Regions from separate parts of the Mus musculus genome. Here region 2 is linked to region 1. Evidence: chromatin contacts called from public HiCAR-type data. All regions are on one chromosome and are shown on one strand. The core of a region is the stretch at or near the end of the contact, and the rest is flanking DNA. Distances in the headings are between cores, read along the strand shown.

Evidence for each region. HiCAR-type assays count read pairs that join an accessible place to other places.
Region 2: a HiCAR-type map of fibro-adipogenic progenitors shows a contact between it and region 1, with 4 times the contacts expected there. The contact joins two enhancer-like sites. A contact is called at or near these places in 6 of 484 Hi-C or Micro-C datasets (embryonic stem cells, liver, psoas muscle and 1 more) and 2 of 115 datasets of contacts at active chromatin or transcription factors (fibro-adipogenic progenitors and heart atrium).

The regions. Positions count from the first base shown.
Region 1 is chr9:75,924,210-75,929,995 of GRCm38.p6, reverse strand. No RefSeq gene overlaps it. Among named protein-coding and RNA genes, the nearest start is that of Hmgcll1, 88 kb to the left of the region's middle. Within about 2 kb of position 2,340, at least 29 of the 459 cell types and tissues checked have an H3K27ac peak or open chromatin away from gene starts, as enhancers often do. A contact at or near this core is called in fibro-adipogenic progenitors, where this site is marked.
Region 2 is chr9:76,096,628-76,102,413 of GRCm38.p6, reverse strand. All of the region lies in intron 7 of Hmgcll1 (3-hydroxymethyl-3-methylglutaryl-Coenzyme A lyase-like 1), which reads right to left. Among named protein-coding and RNA genes, the nearest start is that of Hmgcll1, 85 kb to the right of the region's middle. Within about 2 kb of position 2,278, at least 8 of the 459 cell types and tissues checked have an H3K27ac peak or open chromatin away from gene starts, as enhancers often do. A contact at or near this core is called in fibro-adipogenic progenitors, where this site is marked.

The DNA.
Region 1 (5,786 bases), core at 1,091-3,590:
CCACCAATCAGAGAGCATGCATGAGTTGGACATAGGCCCTCTGCACATATGTTAACAGATGTGCAGTTTGGTCACCATGTGGAATCCCTAATAGCCAGAACAGTGGCTGTCTCTGACTCTGTTGCCTGTATTTGGATCCCTTTCTGCTAACTGGCCTACCTTGTCCAGCCTCAATAGGAGAAGATGCGCCTAGTCCTAATGCAGATATGTACGCCAAGGCACGTTGATATTCTTGGTAGACCTTCACTTTTCTGAAGAGAAAGAGAAGGGGAGATGGGGGAGGGGAGGGGAGGGAAGTGGGAGAGACTGTGGGGTGGAGAAGGAAAGGGGAGATTGGGAAGTAAACAAATTAATGAAAAAAGCAAAGCAAAACAAAACAAAAACCAACCTTCTGTTTACCTAAGACAAACAGCATTACAAAAGCTGCATATGCAGCAGAGGATGGCCTAGTCGGCCATCACTGGGAAGAGAGGCCCTTGGTCCTGTGAAGATTCTATGCCCTAATACAGGTGAATGCCAGGGCCAGGAAGCTGGAAGTGGGTGGGTTGGGGAGCAGGGAGAGGGGGGAGGGGATAGGGATTTTTCTGAGAGGAAACTAGGAAAGGGGATAACATTTGAAGTGTAAATAAAGAAAATATCTAATTAATAAAAAAACAGAAACCAATAAAAATACAGAGTGGGTGGTTGTGTGGCACCCAGCTCCAGCTGATCTATTTACAACACAACTTCTGCACTGAAGGCTCAGGGAGCATCATGGGAGAAGGAGAAGAAGCAATGCAAGAACCAGAGGAACCGAAAATGTGCTGTGAGATTTCATCACCTGGAAATGTGGTCAGCACTAACACTATGTACATGAAATAATATTGTACAAGGTAATCAGGTTGTATTTACTTATTTAGGAATATATGTAGATGTATAAATGTAATTGAAAATGAAGAAATTTGAGAGAGAACAAAAGCATGTGTGGCAGAGATTAAGAGAAGTAAAGGGAAGGAGAAATGGTATTATTATGATTTATTTGAAAAATATATTAATTCAAATTTTTAGTTTAAATGTAGGGTAATATATAATACAATATATAATCTAAAATTACAACAATAAGTAAAAGATAATAAATATTATGTATACATACTTTACTCACAGTGTTGGTATAGACAAAAGTCAGTCCTGTTTCAAATGTTGCTCCTTCTTTGCAGTGTCCTGCGGTTTCTTTGTCACTGACAGATCCTTGTAGAAATGTACCTTTACAATGTTGATGTGTCTTATCTAGGTTCATTGCCATGTATTTACTATGCTCTTCTGGGATAGAGAACAAGTGCTATAGAATCAGGAACCAGACTTATAAAATAAAAATGTCTGAAAATGCAAAAACAACTTGTCACAATAAAGTGAAAACACACACACACACACACACATCATCATCATCTTGTCTTGCTAGGTACCATCCTGTGTGTTTTATGAAAGACTTGTTTTGAGTTATAGCAGGTATCTCTTGTAAGTCAGCCTCTACAAGTCATTACAAGTCATTTAGGGAGCCGTAGTTTACCTACCTAGAAATGAAGATAATATTGCTCGCTTGAATATAGACACTGAGTAGATAATACATCATAAATGTTCACAGCAGAGTCTAGCACAGTAGGAATTAGAAACCAAATCCGTATTTGGAAGTAACACTTCCTCTGTCTTCATTGTTTATCCTCGAGAATACTCAGTCTGACACATCACTGGAGACAGGACTTGCAGATATATTAGATGTGGTGAGAAACATGGATGGAGTGAGCAGTGCTTTTTAGGAGTATGTCCCAAGTGAGAGTTCATCCATGTCTGGAGGAAAATGTATATATATGAATATCATTGACAACTTAAACATTTAAGATTTCCAGTGAATTTTCAATCGTTATAATCCCTTCAAGCATTAGTCTGATCTACAAGAGGCAGCTCTTAAATAAATTTTTTGGTAAAAAAAAACAAAACAAATTAATGGTAAAAGGGTCAGAATGTCTCACTAATGATAAGGATTCAAACAACGGCACACTATTAAAACTATGACCCAGCTTCCCTGACATTTAGAGTCAGGACTTGATGCTTGCAAAAAGGGCAATGATGATTCACATCCAGTAGATCCGTTTACTTTCAGCCAATTATAATGACTGTCACAGGAAGATTATTTACACTGCTACACGACCCTCAGGCATTGGCACCAAGTGAATGTGCAAACCGGGACCCAAATGATAGCTTTGCTAAATCCCCAGTGTTGTCAGATAGCAAAGTACACTGTCCCAGCCCGACTTCCTGGAATAACCTTTGATCTTCACATCAACAGTAAAAATAATTACTAACTTTGGCCAAGCCAGGATTAGTCATTTCTTGTGAGTAGCTAGCTGCACAGCTGGGGCCAGACGTTCAGATCTCCTTTAACAGAACCTCGCTGACAGTCCTCCTGCCTGTATATCAGCTTGTCATTCGTTTATCAGGGGCCAAACATTTTTCTTTGTAAATGTGTGTAAAACAGTCTCAGAATGTCAAACAATAACAAAGCAAGGCCCAGCATGCCGAGGTTCACAGAAAGGAAATTTCCCATCTGTGCACATCAAACAGTAGCATGGGCAGAAACGTAAAGCCAAAAGCTGCACGTGCACTCATATGTTAGTATACCTTCTCAGTAACCCATCCAAGAAAAGAAGAAGACTATTCAAGGAACACGCCCAATGTTTCAGCCAGAAGAAAAGGCTGATTACTACTACAAAGGAAAATTGGAAGTAGTTTGTAAAATGTTTTAGTTCACATTTTTTATTATTTTTCATTTCTATGTTGTAGTAGTATTGTTATTTTAGGAAAATAACACACATCACAAATATTACATATGAAATTTCATACCTGTAGTCGATATTTGAAATTCTTTTTATCTAACTAGAAACCTTGGATTGTTCAATTCGTATCATTTAGAAATCAGACTCTCTGCTCAGGCCTGTGCATGGAGAATACAAGCGAATCCATGACTCTTCCAGCTCAGATGGAGACTGCCGGATGCTCCTGAGAAATGACAAAGTTCATTTAGGGTGATGGTTGGCTACTAAAAAGACAACGAGCAAAGCAGGGAGTATTAAAGATGACGGGTATGAGCAGACTGCTGGTGACTATTGAAGGTGACTGTCGTGAGCAGACTGGTAAGAACATTTGGACAAGAAGTCACTAGCATTGGTGCTACCAGACACAGCACTTCATCATGAGGAAACCTTGAACTGAATCTGTCTCTGCAAACAAAGCAGCAAGGACAAGAGTCCTGGGTGACAATGAACTTCTTCCTAACCCCACAGAAGACAGGAAAACAGGGGGAAGCAGAGAAAGGAACCCAGGGAAACTGGTCTTAATCTGTTTCTCCTGGGCCTTGAAAGCTATATCAGCAGGTACCTTTTCCTTAAATACATGTCATGGTTCAAGACATGTTTTGGATTCTTTTCTGGAAGGTGTTGCAAACACAGAAATGCTTGAGCTCCCTCAATAAGTAAATGAATACAAAAGGAAAGTTTAATAGTCAGGCTTACATTTTTGAAAAAGAAATCCTTAACAGACTTCTTTTTACTATATTTACTATATATATGGAATGTGTATACATATAATATATACAGAGAATATATACTATGTGGAATGTATATATATGGAATATATGTGAGATATATGATATATGAAATGTGTGTGAGTGTGCATGTGTATGTGAATGTGTATATGTGTGTATGTGTGTGCATGTGAGTGTGAGAGTGTGTATATGCATGTGAGTGAGTGTGTATGCATGTGAGTGTGTGAGTTTGTACATGTATTGTGTGAGTGTGCGCATGTGAATATGAGTTTTGTGTGTGTGTGTGTGTGTGCATATGTGCATGCAGGCAGAACACTCAAACATTAGTTTTTTTTTACTAAAAAGAAAGTGAATATGATTAAAATATATTGTTTGAAATTCTCAAAGAATAAAATGTTCTTAGATATATAACAAGAGGAGAGTTTTCAGGTTAGATTTCACAATTGCCAAGAGCCTCCTGAAGCCGATTTTTACATTCAGTTGAGTGTGTATCCTAGATGGTCTGCTTTTATTCGGGTGTCACAGGAATACGTATGGAACCCAATGTCCCTGTTCCTGTTGCTAGAGCTTATCCCGGACCTGCTTATTGGACAACTGACATCCAGGTGACTGGACTGACTTAATTTTTTAAACTATGCAATAATGTCAGCTCCACCTTCAGATTAATGGTACTTTATTAAAGAATGTAGTGACAGAATTTTACCATTCTAAAATTGAATTAAAACCTGTTATGGGATTTGTAAATATTAGAAAAATGAACCAAAACCCAGACACACATGAGCCCTATTAGCCAGGAAAAGATAGTCAAATATTTATGTTTGCTTTATAGATACTAAGCCTTTAAAATTCATACTAACTCCTCTTTTGTTATCTCTTCCCATTGTTTATTTTGATACAAAATTAAAAACTATGAATGAACCATATATAACATAAACCAATGCTATCCAGACCTTAAAATTGTTAGAGTTTCTCCCTTTTGCAAAAGCAAACACACACACACACACACACACACACACACACACACACACACAAACAAATTCCCTTTGCAAGCCTCTTGGTGCATGGTGTGCCTCTTTAGACCCAAGTTAAAGAGAGTTTCTGAGAAAACAATTGTCTAGGTTACCGCAGTTAATGCAACCACCAGGGGCCTTTATCAAGTTCATTTTTTTCTTCCAGTTAAAGAATTGAAAGACAAAGCCAGGCGTGGTGGCGCACGCCTTTAATCCCAACACCTGGGAGGAAGAGACAGAGGGATCTTTCAGTTCGAAGCCAGCCTGGTCTACAGAGCAAGTTCCAGGACAGCCAGGGCTACACAGAGAAACCCAGCATCAAAAAACAAAACAAATAAACAAGAGGAGAAGGTAGGAGGAAAGAAGGGAGGGGGGGGGGAGAAAGATTCTTTAACACTATGGGAAAGAAACCAACTCTCTTCTATATTATTTATAGCACAGCCACTAATGCTCAAGTCAGAAGCCTGAAGTGAGAGATACTTCCCAGGTGGATCACATTTATCGCCAGAACTCTGCCCTTTTAATTCCCCTCTGCTCGAATATCTGCTCAATTCTTTGCTAAATAATTTTTCTTGAGATATACTGTTATTCCCTAAAAGTTAAATCTTTAAAAACATTAAGCTATCTTGGTCCGGGACCCGCCGAACTTAGGAAATTAGTCTGAACAGGTGAGAGGGTGAGCCAGAGAACCTGACAGCTTCTGGAACAGGCGGAAGCACAGAGGCGCTGAGGCAGCACCCTGTGTGGGCCGGGGACAGCCGGCCACCTTCCGGACCAGAGGACAGGTGCCCACCCGGCTGGGGAGGCGGCCTAAGCCACAGCAGCAGCGGTCGCCATCTTGGTCCGGGACCCGCCGAACTTAGGAAATTAGTCTGAACAGGTGAGAGGGTGCGCCAGAGAACCTGACAGCTTCTGGAACAGGCGGAAGCACAGAGGCGCTGAGGCAGCACCCTGTGTGGGCCGGGGACAGCTGGCCACCTTCCGGACCAGAGGACAGGTGCCCGCCCGGCTGGGGAGGCGGCCTAAGCCACAGCAGCAGCGGTCGCCATCTTGGTCCAGGACCCGCCGAACTTAGGAAATTAGTCTGAACAGGTGAGAGGGTGCGCCAGAGAACCTGACAGCTTCTGGAACAGGCAGAAGCACAGAGGCGCTGAGGCAGCACCCTGTGTGGGCCGGGGACAGCCAGCCACCGTCCGGAC
Region 2 (5,786 bases), core at 1,029-3,528, 170 kb before region 1:
ACACATTTAGGAAGCTTCTACAGTGATAGCTTTCCTTAAGGCTATTTCAAAAAGCCTATACCATTATCTCTTTCCTCATTTCCTGCTTAGCTCTGCCTTCCCATTCTCAACTCATTTAATCCCTCTTCTTCTTATTTTCTTTCCACTTTTTATATCACTGTATTCTATATGAACTTTCTTGAAACATATGAAAATCAGTGGAGGGAAATCTGGAAACATATTTATTAAACAATCAATCTATAACTCTTTGGGACTTATACCCAAAAGACTCTAGACTTCACCACAGAACTCTAGACTTGTTCTTTCATATTCATTACAAAAACCAGGAAATGGAAACAGTCTAAATTTCCATCAACTGATAGATGGACAGTGAAAATGTTGTCTATTGACACAATGATATATTATTCAATTCTTTTTTTTTCAAGGGCATCCATGTTTATAAAAGTATTATTCAATTCTTAAGAAAAGATGGATTATAAAATTCAGGGGTAAATGAATAGGACTGTAAACAATCGTATTGAGAATGCTCAGATCCAGAAAGGTAAGCATCACATTTTCTGTCATATATGGATGTCAGTTTTGAACCTCTAGATATTTGTGTTTCAACTAGAATACCCATAAAGGCTAGAAAACCAGTAAGGAGTAATGGGAGAGGAGAGCCTAACACTGGTGTTTTATGGAAAGGGTATATTACGAATCTACTTCTAAATATTTGCTTCTACATGCCTTGGAGTGTGCTGCCTTCAGGTTTGGTTAGAGAAGTTTCTCTCTACACTGTTTGACTATGAAATCAAAGACTTATATGTGACCAACGTGATAAACATAAGTTACTCATGAATGCTTAGTCCTAAACAGTGCATGTACAACACCTCCTCTGAGGCTCAGGAAACATCACAGAAGTGTGAAAATAATGCAAGATTCTGAAGATTTAAAAAGGAGTGTGATAAAACACTGACTTCTAGAAATGGCTATAAGCACTTAGAAACTCACAGGATTTGTGGTTACTTTCCTAAGACCTAGCCAAGACTGGATGTGTCAATAATCCATCATGAATAATAGGGGCCCTCAAAGCCCTATTCCTAATGAGAAGCTCTACTTGTATATAGTCACATTCCTCAATGGTGTGGCCACTGATATGTTACTCTTGCTCATGTAAACAATCCTTCACCCATGCTATGCAAGCAGTCCTTAATGCAATGTGTTACAAGAAAGAGAAATGTAAGGAGGAGGGGTAGCTTTGGGGAAGAAGAACAAGATCAGAAAGAAGATGGGAAATAATGGGACATAAATATGATCAAGTGGATTTTATATGTAAAAACTTATGAGGGAAAAATAATACTAGAATAACAATTTTGACTCCTAATGTGCTTTATTGCTTCCTTTTCTTTTTATTACATTTTGTAACTTTCTGAAATGCTAAAACCTTACCATTATTTAAGACTTCTTTGGTAACTACTGACATTTTTAAACTTCTTAAGTATAAATGTTCATTAACAGTTCTGAGATACACTTTGTGAGTTCTAAGTAGTCCTGAATTAGTTTTACTCTAAACAATATTTAATCATGGATGGGTATTAAATTTTGAATACCTTTCTGTGTCTCTAAAGAAACAGTTTCTCCTATGATCTATTCATTTGGTTTATCCCAATATTAGATATCTTCTCTCTCGTTCACTTTCATAGAAATCTGACTTTAGATTCTACTTGCAACAGTTTTAACATGTCTTCTTAAAACTATTCCACACATTCTTTTACATACATATGCCCCATCTATAGTCACAAGTTGTGTCATCTGATACAAGGTCTGTCTGGTTTCAAAGTCATGGCAGTTGGCCTCTGTCGTGTGCAACACTGCTACTGCCAATGATGGAAGAAAACTACTCTATATGATATTTTTGAGACCTTGCCTCTCCGAGGTCCCACATCCTACTCAATCGATCCATATGAGTGAGGTAGATTTTTGACCATGATTATGCCTTGCACATTTTATTATTTTGACTAATCTAGAACATTACAACCAGATGTGCATGGAGGAAATTAGTTCTATGGGAAGCTTGACAAGTTAAAAAAAAAAAAACATAAAATAGTCTCAGCTGAAAGGAGTGAGTGAGAAAGCAAGTGCCAGAGACACTGGGGCCCAGTTCTGTGAACTGAGTTGACAATCTGCCACAATGACTTTGTTTGGCCATTTAAATTTCCATTCCCTCTGGCATGGTAGTAAAGAACTGTGTTTCTATTGTAGCAGTTTACAACTGGATACACGTGACAATCCCTGATCACTGTCCAGTCAGGCACTCATGCTGAAGGCATGTGAGACTCAGCTCTGTTTCTGTCCTCTTTCTGGCTTTCATACTTAACCACTCAAAGAGATCTTATTACTACCATGTTAAAACACGCTGTCCCCCATGTTATTGTAATACGTTCTGATATGCTAAAGTCTTCAGTATCATTTGTTTTATTCTATGCTGTGGGAATATATCCTGTATAGATGTGATAGAAGAGGGTTTCTACAATATGAGTCTAACATGCAATCATCTACTTCCTCCTTAAAACCCTTTGTCGTTCTTAGACACCTGAAAAATGAAGTTCAAGATCATTATCAGTTAACGCTGACGCCGGTTAGGATTTGGCACCAGAATATAGCACCTCACTGTTCATCATTGTCTCATGTTATATGTGTTTATTCTGTAATCTGTCATTGTCCTAAATTGTATGTTTCAGCAATGCAAAATTTCTTATAGATTCTCTCCCAGTGCTCTTAATTTTCTTGCTTGGAACCCCTGCCTGTATGTCAATGCATTTTTCCTTAACATAAAGCATTTTCTTCTTTCCGAAAAGAGGTGTGACACCAAGGGGTGAGCTCTCTGATAGGTTGTGCAATGCCAAACGGTCATCTCTAAACATGTGGACATACAAGCTGCACTAAAGCGCGTTGTACTTATAAATTTACAAGCATATCATATTTAACAATAACTAACAATATGAGTCCATGAATTTGAGGAGTGGTTTGAATATAAGAGCAGTTAGTGGAGGAGAGGAGGGGACGAAAACCATAAGTACAGGACTCATGCACTAAAATCTAAAAAGATAAAACAAAACGCAACTTTATCCTTTAGATTCAGTACTGACTTCAGAAGTCAGCCTTCCACTAGAAAGATAAATGATATTCTTGAGTGATATTTTTGATTTTAGTTATGGAGGCAACAATTGAGAGCTGAAGAATGGAGCCAATGGCAAGAAAGGCTAACAATCCCAGATGCTATTAATACTTCAGCTTTCCAGATGCAGACAAACAGGGAACAGGCAACTTTGATAGTTTTCCCAAATTAGAGGAGTAAAATGTTCATCTTAAATGCTCGTATTTTAGAAGCCTCACATTTAGCTATCATGTGACATGTATTTCAGAGGCTAAAACCTAGAGACAGTAACAGGAGGGGGAAAATATCTACTTTGTCAGAAATAATAGATATGCTTTATTTTCTTTAACTTATTTATTAATAAATGTATTTCTCTATGGATTGATTTGTTTTATCTAGACATCACAAATGATTCTTGGGACTAGGGGTGTGGGGAAAGGCCATTGAATAGTATGTATGTACTGGGTAACTCCATATGGGCCTACATTCATTGTCAGTATTTCTTCTGTAATCCCCTTTTCTGAACATACACTCACGGCGGTTGTGGTTAGAATATAAAATTTTCAACACATGTATCCATTCTGAAAAGAAAGATCTAGTGACAGAAGAACCAGGAAAAGACTGAAGAAAAAAGCCAGGAACAATAGGTATGAGAAAACTTGAAAGGAAAGTGACCCCCAAAGGGGAGCAACCTGAGGTCTGACTCAGCCCTCAGGGCCCAGAGTACAGGGAGATGCTCTCCTAACCTGTTTTCTGTTGCTGTGGTAACGCAGGGACCAAAACCAACCTGGGGAGGAAAGGGTTTATTTCATCTTCTAACTTCCAGGTCCCACTCCATCATCACTGAGGGGCGTCAGGGCAGGTTCTCAAGTCAGTAATGGAAGAAGAAGACATGGAGGAGGCTGCTTACTGCCCTGTCACTCTTGTCTCCTTCTGCTACCCAGAGATGGCACCAACCACAGTGGTCTGAGTTCTCCCACATCAATAATGAATCAAGAAAATACCCTTGAAGACATGCCTTCAGGCCAATTTGATGGAGGCAATATTTCAACTGATGCTCTGTCTTCAGAGATGGCTTTAGCTTGTGTCAGGTTGACAAAAACTAACCAGCACAAACAAGGAGTTTGTACCATGATCTGTTTCACTGTAACGTACTTTTATGTATCTTGTACGGTCTACAAGGCATGAATAGCCTTCTAGAAAGACAGCTGTTTGTTTAGAGACGGAGTCATAAATACAAGTTCTCGCAGGTTAACATATTCACACCCTAATATATCTATGCAGTGTTCCTAAAGGTCATTTATCAGCTTATAAAATATATGGCTGCTTCTGTTATTTGATTTCTTGATTATCTGAAATATGTAATTCAATGAAGGAAAAAGCAGGGGGCTCTTGATTGAGCATGGGGGGCAAGCAGAGAGAGTGAGGGAAGGGGGACTGAGGAGACAGGAGATGAGAAAGAAGCAGTTATTTGCCACTGTTTGCAGATTTTCACTGGCCAAGTGGAACCAATGTAAAAGTGAACAAATTATAAAACCCACGTGTAAACAAAGAGCACAGAGCTCGGGCCCTTTCGTCAATGCAGGTGCATATTCGTATTTCGGTACCATTGGGAAATAAAATGCTATTCTGTATTCAAATGCCATTAAGTTATTTACAACTAGATCTGGAAGTTTCATATTTATCATCATGAAGTTTAAAGCCAAATGTCCCTTGTTCAGGAGCACCAAAGATTAACAGATTAGAATGTTTTCCACATGTCCATTTTTACTATCAAGAGAATTTTAAAGAAGTTTTCCAGCTTCCGCAGCTGAACCAGATGTCAGTGGATTCCACAGAGAGATGAAATTGGCAGAGTAGCCTTCTCATAACCCCAGGGTTGTTTTATCGGGGGTCAGTTTAATGTCTAGGAGCCATTTGTTGCTGAAGGCTATAAAATTTGGGGGTCTGATCTGCCACAATTAAAAAAAAAAATCTGCTGACTTGCGAAACCAGCAGTATATTTCTTACAACTTTTCTCACAAAGCGCTGTAATTGATGCTGAGGTTGGCGTAAGAACAGTAAAAGGTCTCATTTTCATTGCACATTTCCGGTCTCTCCTTTCAGAAACATCAGCACAGAATATTTCATCAGCCAGAGATTTTGTTGTGCAAATATGTCCAGGGGGCTCTATTTACCCGATTTGTCCCTACACTGTGTTCTCAAGCGACTGAAAGATCTGATGGGTACTGACTAAAATAAATTTCAGGGTAAAATAATATTTTATTAGATTTTAATTGATAGTTTGGTTCAGAAAACTGTGGCCAGAAGTCCAAATGTGGTTATTGTGACATTCCTTATCCTCCTTTTACTTTAACTCTTAAATTTATGTCACTATAATTGTGAAAACATATTTTTAAACAAATGCACTTTTAAGCATAAATAAAGGAACCTACTTCTACTCCCTGCACTGTTTGAGTAAATGAAGCATTATTAATACTTTGGATTTTCCTGCAAGCTCTGTTTGGTCATTTACTCTTCTTCTCCAGAAAATTCTAGAAACAATTTCATGTATTTCCATAAAATATCACAACTTGAAATATCTGGATTTTTGTCTTGTTTGAACCATTATAAGTTGGAGATACCACTTCCTATGTTCCTTTGAAGTTTC